2 separate regions of the Zea mays genome follow, and region 1 is linked to region 2. Evidence: chromatin contacts called from public Hi-C data. All regions are on one chromosome and are shown on one strand. Each heading gives the region's core, a stretch centred on a gene start, on an enhancer-like site or on the middle of the called end of the contact. The rest is flanking DNA. Distances are from core to core; before and after follow the strand shown. Region 1 has its middle 12 kb from the start of LOC100501214. Region 2 holds the start of LOC100383394 (putative FYVE zinc finger containing actin-binding-domain protein family).

What was found. Hi-C and Micro-C count contacts between places; a contact is called where the count stands out from the background.
Region 1: a Hi-C map of leaf shows a contact between it and region 2, with 5 times the contacts expected there. The contact joins the enhancer-like site here to the promoter of LOC100383394 in region 2. A contact is called at or near these places in 3 of 25 Hi-C or Micro-C datasets (ear, endosperm and leaf).

Annotation. Positions count from the first base shown.
Region 1 is chr5:151,044,203-151,049,269 of Zm-B73-REFERENCE-NAM-5.0, forward strand. No RefSeq gene overlaps it. Among protein-coding and RNA genes, the nearest start is that of LOC100501214, 12 kb to the right of the region's middle. Within about 2 kb of position 2,134, at least 12 of the 20 cell types and tissues checked have an H3K27ac peak or open chromatin away from gene starts, as enhancers often do. A contact at or near this core is called in ear and leaf, where this site is marked.
Region 2 is chr5:150,811,027-150,816,078 of Zm-B73-REFERENCE-NAM-5.0, forward strand. It overlaps LOC100383394 (putative FYVE zinc finger containing actin-binding-domain protein family), which reads right to left and starts at 1,506. Exons shown (of 5, transcript NM_001176049.1): 1 at 1,157-1,506; 2 at 1-745. The coding sequence starts at 1,306.

The DNA of each region.
Region 1 (5,067 bases), core at 884-3,383, 230 kb after region 2:
CGAGAGCCCTGTACCTTCCTTTTATAGGCGTAAGGAGAGGGTCCAGGTGTACAATTGGGGGTGTAGCAGTGTGCTAACGTGTCTAGCAGAGAGGAGCTAGAGCCCTAAGTACATGCCGTCGTGGCAGTCGGAGAGGTTTTGGCACCCTGTTCATGTGATGTCGTGGCCGTCGGAGGAGCGCTTGGGCCCTGTGGAAGGACAGCTGTCGGAGTTGTCGAATCCTTGCTGACGTCTCCTTGCTTCCGTAAGGGGCTGAGAGCCGCCGTCGTCATGGAGCACCCGGGGCGCCATCATTACTTGTTTACCGGGGCGAGCCAGATGGGACGCCGGTCTTGTTCCCCGTAGCGTGAGCTAGCTAGGGGTAGGGTAATGATGGCCCTCCCTGTGACGTGGTCGGTCCGAGCTCGAGGTCGGGCGAGGCGGAGGCTCCTCCGAGGTCGAGGTCGAGTCTGGGCCCGAGGATCGGGCGAGGCGGAGACCGTCGTCCGTGGTCGAGGCTGAGTCCGAGCCCTGGGGTCGGGCAAGGCGGAGACAGTCGTCCAAGGTCGAGGCTGAGTCCGAGCCCTGGGGTCGAGCGAGGCGGAGTCCGTTTTCCGAGGTCGAGGCTGAGTCCGAGCCCTGGGGTCAGGCGAGGCGGAGTCCGTCTTCCGAGGTCGAGGCTGAGTCCGAGCCCTAGGGTCGGGCGAGGCGGAGTCCGTCTTCCGACGTCAAGTTTGAGCCCGAGCCCTAGGGTCGGGCGAGGCGGAGCTTCCTATGGCGCCCGAGGCTGGACTTAGCTGCTGTCAGCCTCACTCTGTCGAGTGGCACAACAGTCGGAGCGGCGCAGGCGGCGCTGTTTTCCTGTCAGGTCGGTCAGTGGAGCGGTGAAGTGACTGCGGTCACTTCGGCTCTGTCGACTGAAGAGCGCGCGTCAGGATAAGGTGTCAGGCGATCCTTGCATTAAATGCTCCTGCGATACGGTAGGTTGGCGTGACGATCTGGCCAAGGTTGCTTCTCCGCGAAGACTGGGCCTTGGGCGAGCCGAAGGTGTGTCCGTTGCTTGAGGGGATCCTCGGGCGAGACGTGAATCCTCCGGGGTCGGCTGCCTTTGCCCGAGGCTGGGCTCGGGCGAGGCGAGATCGTGTCCCTTGAGTGGACTGAGCCTTGACCTTAATCGCGCTCATCAGGCATTTGCAGCTTTGTGCTGATGGGGGTTACCAGCTGAGATTAGGAGTCTTGGAGGTACCCCTAATTATGGTCCCCGACACTATTACATGAAAACGTCGTCGTGTGTAAGTTTAACGGGTCTTCACAGGAAGCGGGGGATGATGAATGCTTTCCTATCCTTATTCCCGTTTTTACCCACCGAATGGAGAATTTTACCGATTTATATCATCGTCGGGAAAAAAACTTCACCATCTGAATCATCTAAGGGCTTCTTCGGTTAGAGATGTATTGATCTCCTCTCAATCCACTCTTAAACGAACAAGCTCTAAAGACTGGTTTGGTGAACAGAAAAATTGAAAGAATCCATAGAGAATTAAATAGCAAGAGGATTTCTCCCCATCAATCACTTCATTTCTCTCCTCTATGGGACGCGCCCAGCAGCTGCGGCGCTCCGCACCGGTCAGTTTCCAGCGCCCACGCACTAGCGAAACGGGTAATTAAAGCAGAAATAATGACGCGTCAGGGCCAACGTGCTAGGGATAAAGGTAGAATAAGCTGTTTTTTTTTCTAGCTTTATCTTCTTCCATCTCTTCGTGAGAGCAGAAAATAAAGAGTTCCGTCTATACAACTGTTTGCAAGACAGTACTATCTAGTAGTAAAAAGAAAAGAAAAAGAAACAACTTAAAACAGCTCGTAGAACTGTTGATAAAGCTGCTATGCCAAAATAGCTAGACATATCCTGGTTACAGTATAAACAAACAGATACCGTTACGCTCGCTGCAGATCGAGCAGTGCAGCGGGTCTAGCTTTTGCGCATATATAACAACCTTCACACCAAACAGGAAACGTTTTAAAAAGGCGTATGAATCTTGCAATTTGGTCACTGTTCTTTCCGCTTTTGCTTTTTTACTTGTCACTGACGGTCCATCTACCCTCTCTCTCTTTCCCTTTTGCTAGCAAAAGTGCAGCACGCGTGAGTGAAGAAGCATCTGCTGAGCCTGAGCGGCCAGCCAAAGGACAGGATCAACATAAGCTGCACACGCGCGGTGAATAATAATATTACTGGCGGGACGTCGCATCGCATCTTTTCACGGCACGGTTAAGTTTCCAGTTACACTGTGTTAGGCTATCCGTACTCATACTACTCTAAATTTCTACCCTAAAAAGAATATTCTGTCCTGATCAGCACTCTATACCACAATCCTCCGTACTCATATTTACTCTATATTCCAACCCTATACCAACTACCGTATATTATATTATATTTTTTCCCACTCCGCGTGCATGCATGTGCTGTGAACGGCCGTGTGCATGCATGTGGGCCCGCCTCCCCACCTCCGTGTGCATGAATGCATCTGCCTCCGCCGGCTGCTTGCTTGCATGCCTCGTTTAGCGCATGTGCGTCCGAACTCTGCATTTGCAGCTCGATCACGCGTAGAGTCTAGCACCCAGTCACCCGCTGCAGGTGTTTCTTTACGCTATATGGGATAGAGTCCAGCACCCAGTCCTCCACTGCGGGCAGCCTTAGTCCGTGGGACTGTGGGAGTGGCGTGGACGGCGCTCGCGCGAGTAAAATCAGTTAAGATTCTGAGTTTTTGTGTGATTTGTTAGCTAAATATATGGAATTAATTCGGAAATTAGCTTTTAACGGGTCCAGACCTCCTCTTTATATATATATATATATATATATGAAGGGCTACAGCCGGTTGGAACACTAATAATCGATCAATCAATCAATACACATCTATTTCTTTATATTTTGCTCTAGAAGGAGACAGTAAATTAGATCATCTCTCTAAATCTTCACCTCTCTCTGGCTCTATGTCGATTAGAGACGTTTTGGGTGGCCTGCCGATCTCAAGACAAAGACTAGAATCTCTCCTCTCGTCCGCATCTCTGTAGAGCACTAGTACACAGAAACTCTATAGTGACGATTGTGAACTTATTTTCATTGGTGTTTCTTAGAACCATCGGTATTAGGGGCCAGTAGAAATCATCATTTTTACAGACGGGTAACTGAGGATCGCTAGTTAAAATCGATTTCCACTGGGGGTCGACGTAATAAAACCGCTAGTGAAAATTATTTTTAGAAACGTTACATGGGTTTTAAAAACAGCAAAAAATATATTTGAGAGGACTCAGCCCAGATCACCCCACCCGCCAGTCTCCGTAGAAGTCGTAGGTTGTCGCATTTTTGCGGTTGTGTTAGGAATCGAACCGCCGACCTCACCCTCGTGCATACCCTACAATATCACTCCGCTTATGGCATGTTTTGTATTTAGTTTGTAGTTTTTTGTCTATATATCGCAACCTACTAAGTGTAAATTGCTTGTTTGAGACTGTAAACGGATTCAAATAAAAACATTATCAACTACAAAGTTGAATAACTTTTGAAGTTCTACAACTTTCATTTTGACACTTTTTTCATCCGAGGTCGTTTGCAAAATTTAAATTTTAAATTTGACATAATTAGTCATTTGCAAAATTTGAGTTTTAAATTTGACATAATTAGATTCAATTTTTAGTACCGAAATGAGTTTAAATAAAAAAAGTTGTCAACTACAAAGTTTCATAGCTTTTAGAGACCTACAACTTTTATTTTGGTGGTTTCATCGTACGAGATCGTTTGAAAATTTCGAAAAATTAAGGATAAAAATAATTTCTAGTGGCGGTTTTTTAAGAAAACCTTCAGTAAAAATCAATTTGTACAGACGGTTCCTTAAGAAAACCGTCACTAGAAATCATGGATTTTTACAGGCGGTTTTCTTAATAAGGTGTACAAATACGATTTCTAGTACGTGACGGTTTTCTTAAGGAACCGCCACTAAAAATAGCACAGACGGTTAATAACCAAATCCGTATGTAAAAATAGCACAGGCGGTTAATAACCAAATCCGTATGTAAAAATATATTGCCCTGCAGGCTTTGAGTCTTTTTGTATTAGTGGAGAGCACCGTCCCGGTTCTCATCGCAGTAATTGGCGTCCGGATCGGTAAATCATTGCAAAACATTGCAGTACAAAACATTGCAAAACAAGTGGTTTAGGTGACAAAGTGCTGCTGGACACGGTCTCACTGGTCTGAGATGAGCAACGAGTCTTTAAGCATGGATGCATGAGCGATTGGCGTCTTGATGCCAACACACTGTCGGGTAGCTAGCTATAATTCATCCTGCTACCCTTATATTTATATTTAAACTCTATTTCACGAATAGTGCAGTATACAGTACAAAATATTACAAAACAAGTGTTTTTGGTGACAAAGTGCTGCTGGACATGGTCTCACTGGTCTAAGATGAGCAGCGAGTCTTTAAGCATGGATGCATGCGCGATTGGCGCCCGGCCGCGCGGTAAAGAAAGCGATGCTTATGCGATGGAATGGATCGAGCCGCTCAGCCGCGAGAGAGAGACAAGGCAAGGGTCTGCGTCACATTAACATACTAGATAACAAGCAGGGCGCCACTAATTAACGGGGAGGAGGAAAAGGGCATGTAAACGCGAGAAATTCCCTTGGGAGTGGGATATAAACCCAATGATGAACATTCCTCCGTTGCAGCAGTAGCAAGGTCAAAAGGGGGTTGCTGCTAGCTAGGCTCCAAGGCTAACGTGGCGCGCGCAACACACATTATATTGGGGTGTGTGTTAGGAGGTGCTGCAGCACCGGCCGGCCGGTCGATACGCATCACGCATGCATCAATAAGCGTGCACGTACGTACACACACATTGGTACGTATAGAAACCCAGGGAAGGTCGTCAAATATCGATCTGCGCATGTGTGTACGTACACTGCGGGCGTGGCGAGGCAGACAGGCAGGCAGGCGAGCGGCGCTGTTTCCTGGAAGTCTTGCAAGCAGACTATCTTAACGAAGTCTACAATAGAAGTAGAACTCGCAGTATTAGACACTGCTGGGCCTGAGGTCGAG
Region 2 (5,052 bases), core at 256-2,755:
CCCGACTAATCTGATTCATCAATTGAGGTTGGATACTCTCTAGACGTACTCCGCAGACATCACAAACCCTCTGAGGATCTGCAGTCCTAAATTTTGGAGGCATCAAGCTTCTGCCATTTGAACAGCCATTGCAGAATACTCCACCACAGAAACGACAATGATGGCGAGAGCACATTATTGGATGAAATCGCACGCCACAGAGCATGCAAGAGGTGGCAGCACTGTCAGGCAACCACTTAGTTGGCTCTGTCTCAAGAAGCTCATTCGCAATACCAGTGTTTGCATCCACAAGTGTTTGTGCCATATCCTTCCAAGCCTCTTGTAGAAAGAAGTTGGACACTGTCGACATCCCACATCTCCCATACTCATATTTTGCAGCAGATATCACCTTATCTTTTGCTGCGACAGCCATATCAGCAAAAACATCCCACATTGTCATCTCCTTATTGTCTTCATCCAGCTCCCAGCTGAACTCTTCTTCCGGGAAGTGCCCACCATTGCAACGAAACCCTCTGTGCCAATCCTCGCTGGCCAGCGCTGTCATAGGCGGGACAGAAACAGGGACCCAGATGCCGGTATGATCATGAAGCAGGTTCAAGACATTTACAGGTTCCGACTCTACAGAAGTTTCGGTTGTTTCAGTGTTGCATCCTTTAGCAATGGGAGTGCAGTTAGTATCAAGGCTGTTGGCCATGTCGTTTTTGGTTGGTGACTCCTCTGCCTCTTGGTCAAATATGTGGAGTCCCTATATCAGGAAAGCAAAATTGAGTTATGGCAGAAACTCAGCCTGGGAAGACCTAAAAAGACCATAACTAGTGCACTCCTATCAACAAGGCTCCAGCCACATGCTTAAGGCAAATCCTAGAAAAAGCAATTTTAGATTTCTCCACAGCACAAGCCACACGCGCCCTTGAGAACTTGAAACTTTTGGCCCATCGCTTAGCCCTAATCATCAATTCGAGCATCCTAAGTTCGCACCAAGCAGCGCACCACATGCTCCCGGAATTCCCCAATTTAGGAACCGAATCAGTAAATCAGTTCTACACGCTCCTCAGCGAAACCAACTTAGCTGAAGGACGCGTACACGCAACCAGACTTAACAGGGACGAAACGGGCAGAGAGAGCGGAGGGGGGGGGGGGGGGGGGGGGAGCTTACCGCCAAGCCTTCGACACGTCCGCCGCCGCCGCAGTCGTCGTTATCGTCGTCCCACCTCGCCGGCGAGCCACCAGCACCGACCACGACGGAGCGGCTGCCCGCGGGCCGCGGCGGGTCAATCGGGCGGTGGAGCCGCTCGGTTCCGGCCATGGGCCACTCGGTTGGGTCGATTCACCAGCGATCAAGCGGAGCAATCCGGGAATCTAGCTTCTGTTTCTGGTAAAAGATACACCTTTTTCTGTTGCCACGGATTGTAGTTTGGGACGGAGTTGATTGGAGTTGGAAGGGATGGATCAACGGATGTGGAGAGCGAGACGACAGACGATAGAACGAGTTGAGCAGAGTTTTCTGGGAATTTAATTGGAGACATAATCCTGGGTCTGTTTGCCTTTAACGACACATAGCTGTGTTTCAGTGTGTGGCCGTATGGGTGCGGATGTGGGATTTTGGGCTGAGTTCTGACTAAAACTAGCCAAATTGATCGGACGTAGCAAAGGGAGGTAAAGTGAGTGTTTGGTAGGAAATACTTTTTAGACTATCTACATCAATGTCATCTATATATATCCTCTATATCCGTCATTTACAGTCTTTTTTAAAAGATTCTATCTCCTATATCTATTTTCTCTCCAACAACGTCCTCTAAACCACGTCCTCTATATGTAAATACCTATATTAAAAATATTTTTTAATTTTTATTTTTTGTACATACGTATTTGTCATACTCTTAAATGTATTGTACATATTTTAGTTTTACTAAATCGGTTGTTTAAAGTATTCAAATAGATAGAGACCCGTTTAGAGAAACTCTATATATAGAGGACGTTGCTGGAGGGAGTAGATGATGTCCTCGTTCTCTAAATTTAGAGTACATGACCCTTTAGAGCTCCTTGTTGGAGCTAGTCTTAGTCTCTTTATTTTATACTAGTAACTCCCTCGCGCCTCGCGTGAGTATGTGAACAATAAGTTTATATAGTTGAATCGAAGTGTTTACATGGTCCAAGGAGTGTTACTCCAAATAATAGAAACATGTGTAGCAATATATATCGATACCTTCACACAGTAATAATAGAATTATCTAAAAACGTGGCATAGATAGATAGATAGCTCAACTGCTTGGGGTGTACCCATAACTTTCTTCGTCACATAACAGCCACAGGAAAGAGACATTTTTCTTGATTGTCCTAAGAGTTGTTTTTCCCAATCACCACACACAGAGAGTAAAGTAATGTCAGCTGATATGTCCGAACCAAATTTATGGCAAAACAGGAGACCAACTATTAATTGCGCATGAATTAGAAAATTAGATATTAAGATTCAATGTTCTCAAGTATGTGTTGTTTGTGGCTTAGGTTTGAATGCACATTTATAAAATCATTGAAACCCCACAACTGGAGGTCTACCATCTCTATTGTCATTATATTTGAATCTATGGAATAATATAGTACTAACTGTCGGGTACCGTAATTAGGGGTACCCCCAATGCTCCTTAACCTGGCTGGAAAATATCCTCAAAACAGACCGTAAAGACTGATAGGCACGGTTCAAGTCAAGGCCTCGTCTACCAAGGGACACTATCTCATCCGAGCCTAGCCTCGGGCAAGAACAGTAGTCCCGGATGGATCCACGCCTCGCCCGAGGGCCTCCTCAGGCAGTGGGCGCACCCTCGGCTCGCTCGAAGCCAAGCTCGGGCAAACTTTGTCGTGCAGCGACCTCGGCCAAATCGCCTTACCAACCGACCGTATCGGATGCGCATTTAATGCGGGGATCGCCTGACACCTTATCCTGACACGCGCGCCTCAGTCGGCAAGGTCGAAGTGACCGCAGTCACTTCACCCCTTTACTGATCGTTCTGACAGGAAAACAACACTATTCACCCCGTTCCGACTACTATGCCAACCACCAGGGTAAAACCAACGGCAGTAAGTCACGACCTCCCCCGAGTTCAGCCTCGGGCGCAACAGGGAGCTCCGCCTCGCCCGAACTCGGGCCTCGGCCTCAGCCTCGGCCTCGGGAGGAGTCACAACCTCGCCCGACCTCAGCCTCGGCCTCAGGAGAAGTCTCCGCCTCGCCCGACCTCGGCCTCGGACCGACTACGCCACTGGGGATATATCATTACCCTACCCCTAGCTAGCTGCCTCAGGCTACGAAGGAACAAGACCGGTGTCCCATCTAGATTACTCCGGTAACAGGTAATGATGGTTCCCCGCGTGCGTCCATGACGTCGATGGTTCTCAGCTCCCTACGGAAGCAAGGAAACGTCAGCAGGATCCATGCCGCACCGCCAGCTGCGCTTCTATAAGGATCAAGCACTTCTCCGACGGCCACGTTAGCACGTACAGAGGGCTCAAGCACTTCTCCACCGGCCACGTTAGCACATAGCTACACCCCCATTGTACATCTGAACCATCTCCTTGTATCTATAAAAGGGGATGTCCAGGGTCTTCCTAAGGGGGGAGAGGGGCGAGCAGAGGCAGGCAGAGTGGGAGAAACGCAGAGGAGGCTAACTCATACAACTCACCTCAGGGCCGGACCCTCTCTCCCTCTCTCGCGCGACACTTGTAACCCCTACTATGAGCACCCCGGTGCAAGATAATATAAGCCTCATCCTCCCTCTTGTATTCATTCTTGCATCAACCCATCTGGGCAGGGACACACAGCGACAAATTCACTAGTCGGTTGAGGGTCCTCGCGGGTTCGAAACGCCGATAGTTGGCGCGCCAGGTAGGGGCCTGCTGCGTGTTGACAAATAATTTCCCGTTGAGTTCCAGATGGACAGTCTTCAGCAGCCTCTTCAGCCCGGGACGGTGCTCCGCTTCGGGAGTCTCGAGTTCATGTCCCACGACGGCAGCTACAACATGGTACTCCTCCCCTCGCAGCACGACAACAACGACGGTCGTCGGCTCGCCCGGCGGCGGCGAACTCGACGACGGCATCTCCCCGCGGCAGAAGAGGGACATCCGGGTTTGCCCTGCCACCCTCCTCGCCGGAGGAGGAGAAGACGGAGCAACCGTGGCCAGGCACGAGGCGGCACTTCGTCGGCTGTCGGACCAGAGCGAGCCGACGACGCCGGCACCCCTGCGGGGGACATGTCGGGTGTTGTCCTCGCACCTGAGACAACGATGGGTATCGCTTCCTAGCAACATGCCAACCCCAAGCGGACTGATGACACCGACACCCTCGCGAGGGACTTGTCGGACATTTGTCTCGCACCTGAGATAACGACGCACTCTGTCCCCGATGCGACTTCACCACCGTCCATCTACCAGGAGGTAACATCAGTTTTCCACCCTGTTCCCTTTAGATTCAGCTTCGATCCACCAAGCGACCCCGCTTCGGTGAGCGCTTACGCAAGGGCATATCGTGACCTTCCAGGGTACCATATGTGGTCAACCTAGGACCGACTGACGGTCGTCTCAACCTACGGACCCACGGGTTCCGAGGAAGACGACGACCCCGACTTCAGTTGGGATTTCTTCGGACTTAGTGATCCCAATGCCATGCGAGACTTCATGTCCGCATGTGACTACTGCCTCTCCGGTTGCTCTGACGATGGCCACAGCCTTGACAACGAGGGTTACGACCCAAGTCGCGAGTGTTTCCACATCGATCAGGGGGATCACGACGAAGACGACCGCCTCGGCATGCCAGAGAACAACGACGCCCCTGCGCCTGCGTCTCGCGTTGAGATCCCGCGGGAGCTAGCTGTGGTCCGAGTCCCTGCGGGGGGGTCAGGACACACAGCTCGAGCAACTCCGCGAGATACAAGTCAAGCTCGACGAAGAAACGGGGCAGCTTGTGCAGCTCTGACAAAACATCGAGCAGGAGTGGGCAGGCCGAGCACTCGCCGGAGGAGCGCGTCATTAGGCCCGGGACGTCCAGCGCTGAAAGAGAAATGT